2 separate regions of the Capsicum annuum genome follow, and region 1 is linked to region 2. The links are chromatin contacts, called in public Hi-C maps. All regions are on one chromosome and are shown on one strand. The core of a region is the stretch at or near the end of the contact, and the rest is flanking DNA. Distances in the headings are between cores, read along the strand shown. Region 1 overlaps LOC107843545 (small RNA degrading nuclease 3). Region 2 holds the start of LOC107843548 (syntaxin-71).

What was found. Hi-C and Micro-C count contacts between places; a contact is called where the count stands out from the background.
Region 1: a contact with region 2 is called in a Hi-C map of leaf, with 2.5 times the contacts expected there. The contact joins the enhancer-like site here to the promoter of LOC107843548 in region 2. A contact is called at or near these places in 4 of 5 Hi-C or Micro-C datasets (leaf, pericarp and placenta).

Annotation. Positions count from the first base shown.
Region 1 is chr10:202,900,220-202,902,919 of UCD10Xv1.1, forward strand. It overlaps LOC107843545 (small RNA degrading nuclease 3), which reads right to left. Exons shown (of 14, transcript XM_047397203.1): 14 at 1,865-2,581. The coding sequence ends at 2,243. Among protein-coding and RNA genes, the nearest start is that of LOC107843546, 23 kb to the left of the region's middle. Within about 2 kb of position 1,257, at least 3 of the 5 cell types and tissues checked have an H3K27ac peak or open chromatin away from gene starts, as enhancers often do. A contact at or near this core is called in leaf, where this site is marked.
Region 2 is chr10:202,849,303-202,852,055 of UCD10Xv1.1, forward strand. It overlaps LOC107843548 (syntaxin-71), which reads left to right and starts at 1,436. Exons shown (of 9, transcript XM_016687862.2): 1 at 1,436-1,761; 2 at 1,841-1,966. The coding sequence starts at 1,606.

The DNA.
Region 1 (2,700 bases), core at 7-2,506, 51 kb after region 2:
AGTAGAGGGTTAGTCTTAGATAGTATGTTGTATGTTTTGGTGTATACTTGAAGTATCTTGCTTTAGATGTTATTGAATATGTTAATTGCTATTGTATCTTGTTTTATTACTATTCCGTATCTTATCTTAGATTGCTTTATTTTGAGCCAGAGGTCTATCGAAAACAGCCTTTCTATCTCACATTTGAGGTAGTGGTATGAACTGCGTACACTTACCCTCTCCAGACCCCACTTGAAGGGAATATACTGGGTATGTTATTGTTATTGTTATTGTATCTCCTTTGAAAATAGACTCAATTGATCGATACATGACTATTAATATAGTCTGGTATAAATGAAAATATTTATCTATAATATATGCAAGATATCATCATAGATCTATTGACAAGTAAGATGGAGTTACAAAAATAAGAAATAAAATAAACATCATTCAATAGAGATTTAGTTTTACAATAGAACTCCCAATCATACATATGAAAATTCCACAGTTCATCTCTAAACATATGAGCAGTTTAAAATAATGACAAAAAAAAAGAGAAATTAAATTAAATAAAAATATGCCAATTAACACCATTCAAACATTGTAAAACAATTTAGATACATCAATTGTGACATCCAATCACTTTTGAACGTGATCAAGTGTTATCTAGGCACGCTGTAGTTGTAGATCATTGAGATGAGACCAAAAAAAGTAAGAAATAAAATAACTTAAAATAAAATAAAATAAATATGAATCAGTCATGTTCTCATGTATGTAAGTCGTAGTAACAGAGGTTTAGTTTTACAATAGAACTCCCAATCATACAAATGAAAATTCCACAGTTCATCTCTAAACATATAAGCTGATGCTTGTGACCCTTGTTCGAAGTGTCCAAAATTAATGAGTACAACGATATTTTTTAAGAGTCCGAACAACCTAACTTGTGTGACTACAAATATTATATATTGTCGCAGGACACCTCATTTAAGACATGTTTTCTAGAGATGGAACCTCTGAATAGACGATAAGAGAAGGACTAAAACCAATAACTAACTTCTTCAGGTGAAAGAAATGAGTAATCTGCCGGACATTGATAGCGCTCAAAAGTTGAACAAACCGGTCTCTGAACTACCACAATGTCAACTTTTTAACCGTAGCTGAACTCCAAGCTTACACGTATCTCGACTATGATGCCAAGGTAACCCCCCACCAAGGGTTAGAGCAAATTGGCTGTTAATTATAGCTGGTATTCGAGCTTGGGATCTTCAGGTTGTTACGTACTCCCATGCTTCAATGTCACAACTACTGGAGCATCCATCCATTTGGGAATCTTGATTTGAATTGTGAGTAGAACCTGAAGGAAAAAAAAAAGATTAACTATATTTGTAACAAGTTATAACTACAAATTTGAACTTTCTTTTGATAATTGCTTGCACGCCTCGAGTAATTCCATGGTATACTTGCCTCCTCCCACCAGGAACAGAAAAATTACATTGATCACAGATTCTAAGAAACAGTTACGCTGTTTTTCTGCTTAATAGCTTTCTCTCAATTTCACCTACCTCTCTCTTCTATTGACATGATTCTCTTTGTATCTTTTCTAACCAAATAACCTTTCAACGCTGAAGCAGACCGGTCAGAAACAGACCACACGGGATATGAACTGACCGAGTGGACCGGCATCTGGACTACCTTTTTCCCGCTTTACTGTTACAATTAATTCATTTTGAAAATATAAATACAACTTAACAAAATCCAACTGCATAACATCAACTTCATATCAGTTTGATTTCATATCATATGACCAAACAGATCCTAAACTTTTAAAGCATAATTTCTACTATAAATACTTTTTATAAAAAAAGTGCTAAGTCAAGACGGGTCAAAATAAAAAGGTTGGGAGGGAGTAGTCTTTCTGCATCTAATAGTAATATGTCCATGCCCTAAACCAATAGTCCAATACTCTTAAGAGATCAGCGAAATTAAACATCTGTCCGGGGGACCATGCGGGTAATTAAACTAATGTAATTTGCTGTTATATTAACAATGCTGCAATTGCGGTTACCCTATTAACAATGAGGGAAATTCTTCTTTCAACTTACCCTTTTCTTTGCTGCAGTCTAAACGAAACAGCGTAAACAAAAGCTATTAAACAAAGCTGATCTTTGACCTTCATGAAGGTAAAGCATAGGCCTTTGGTGTCGAAATGGTACTCCCGTCTGTTTTCCAATAGGGGGTGTTGCCCATAAATCTATCGAAAGAGTTATAATGCATGTTTTCTCACAAGGTTAACAATGAGTCTGTTCAAGCTGGAGATTTCTTCGTCTCTGTGGCTTAGTTCTTTCTTTAGTCTCTCAATCTCCTTCGAATGCGTTTCACACTGATTACAACCTGCACTGAACTCCTTGATCTCTGTACATTGGTAATCTGTCCTCGGTTTCTTTGACTCCTCCACGGTCTCTTTATCTTCTTCAAAGGACCTCTTCATTGGGGTAACTTCTTTAGAATAAGTATTGTCAACCATCTTACGAACACACAAAGACCCTGATATACCGGAATCAAGATGAAATGAAACGAGCTTCTGTGGTCGTCCCCAAGTATCCTAACAAAGACAGATATACAAAAGTTATGACATGCCAGTTAAATTAGAGCACATGCCTCTCTGGTACACATTTGGTTTCTCTGATAAGAGTGAAAACCGTATTGTACAAAGAAATCCAG
Region 2 (2,753 bases), core at 186-2,685:
TCACTTGTAAACTGCAACAAAACAATACGATAAAAGTGATATCAAAACAATACAATTTTTTTTTAAACTTAAATTTTACACACAAAAAATTCTCAAAGCCTATCGAGATTCATCTACGAACTGTAAACTACCACAAAATAACACACTAATAGAGATATCATGATAATACAATTAAACCTAACCTTTACCTAAAAAAAAATTCAAAGCCGACTCACATTCATCTAGTATCTGTAAATTAAAATAAAATAATAAAATAATAAAGATATCAACACAATACAATTAAATTTAACCTTTACACAAGAAATTCTTCAAAGTCGGCCGACATTCATCTATGATCTGTAAATTATAAAAAAAATAATATGATAGTATAATCACAAATGTTCGATTTTGATCAAATTAATTCTTATCTGAGCGAAAATTTTGACTGTAAAGAATGATTTTGAATGAAAACAAAGAAAATATATATATATATATATATACACACATGTTGAATTCTATTATACTGATCAAAACAGTAAAAAAGTTGAGGATTGAAAAATCAAGCATGCGTCAATCTAGACATGAAATCGAATCAAGTTAGATGAGCATCAATTATATTCTCCCAATAGGCAAATCTGTTTGTTCTCTAATTTAACGTTCATCTCAATATTTATAAAAATGTTATTCATATAAGGTAAAATTCTAATTCATTCAGAAGTGTTAAATATTATAGTATTAAATTATTTATATTAGTGTGATTTTTTTATTTTATGCAAATTATTTAAAAATTAATTATGGTATCAAACTATTTATGCTAGTGTTTTGTTTTTTACTATATAAGTCACGCATTACAAAAATATTCTAACAATAGTAATATAATATAATACTTAAATAATAAAGATCTCAAATCTGATATAAGTAGTACACTGATGATATATACTCAATACTCACGTACCACAAAAATATTCTAATAGTAGTAATATGATATAACACTTAATTTATATAAACATTATTTTCCATAAAGTTTGCAAAAATAGTGTACAACTTATTTTTTTTATTTTTTATTTGAAAAGATTCAATGTAATACTTATCCTATATTTTAGGATTCCTACTTTAAAAATAGTCTTATTATATTTGTTAAAGTTTTAATTCCATATATTTTAGGATTCAATATCACAAATATAATTAAATAATAATTTGAGGAAAAAAAGTGAAAAGACGATTTTGTCTAAAGTATGAACTTTTAATGAAGGGCAAAAAGTTTAAATCACTTTTCTAAAGTTCATTCACATTTTTAATTTATTATAATTATAATTATATTATATATATATATATATATAGATATATAGATATAGATATAGATTAGCGTTACACTTGCTAAACACGTGTGATTAAAAGTATTAAAATTAGTTTATAATTTATTTTTAATATTAAATGACAGTATAGAAAATAATTATTATAAACCCAAATAAACCCCTCTATTTTTATTTTTTAAATAACCTCCAGTCTGTCATATGAAGAAGAGTGGTTTCTCCGTCTACAAAGTATAATTCGTCTTTCTGTATTACTATTCCCTGATCGATCCAATTCGAATCTTTAGAGTGAAACAAGAAGACTCAATTCAAAATGAGTGTAATTGATATCCTAACTCGCGTTGATTCAATATGTAAGAAGTATGATAAGTATGACATTGACAAACAAAAAGACTCCAATGTTGCCGGCGACGATGCTTTCGCTCGTCTCTACTCTTCCGTAGAATCGGACATCGAATCTGCTCTTCAGGTACGAGATTTTGTGTGTGAGTGTTTAGGGTTTAGTTTTGGAAAATTGAGAATTTGATGATGTGTTTTTGGGGTTACAGAAAGCGGAAACGGCTGCTAATGAGAAGAATAGGGCATCTGTTGTGGCGATCAATGCAGAGATACGGAGGACTAAAGCGAGGTTACTTGAGGAAGTTCCGAAATTGCAGAGGTTGGCTGTGAGGAAGGTGTGGTTTTGTTTGTTTGACTTTCTTTTTTTTGAGCTGATTTGGTTTGTGATGGTGGTGAAATTAGCTGATGAGTTGTATGGTATTTGGATTTTGTTGTGTTTTTAAAACTGTTACTTTTTAGTGTTTAGGGGTTATGTTAATTTTGTTGATTGGGTTTGGATAGTGGCGGATCCAGTATTTTAGCTAAGGGGGTTTGAAAAACAAATATCTCGTACTTTGGATTTGAACTTGAAATCTCAAAGTGAATTTTGAACCTTATGTTCAGGGGATTCAAAATCTATATATATAGTAAACCACTATTTGTGTTTTAAAATCTGCCTCAAGCAAGAAAATTATCTTATGTATATGGTGTGATTTTTTGCCGATCCAACTTATATGATCCATTTGATTGATTAAAAAAAATTGTGTAGGACTTTTCCTCATGAATTGACTCTTTAAAGGCATGATTTGGGGGGGGGTTCAGGATTTCTCTCTTCTATGTTACAGTGCAGTTCAATCATTCAGGACGTTCTATTATTGTCGTGGGTCCTTCACTTTCATTGCGTCAATGTGGATTGCCTTGTGAAATAGAAATAGAACTTATCCAGACATTTGTACCCTAGCTCAGGATTTTGATGAAAAGTAAGATAAAGTAAAGAGTTGGAGGGAGAGGAAGCAGAAGGGTGTGTAAAAATTGTACTTTTGGATTTGTAAGTTAGTGATATATGTGTTTTGCAAACTGTACGTGGTCATAAGTACGGAGAAAAGAGGAGGGTTGCATTGATTGATGATAAAGCGTAAAAGT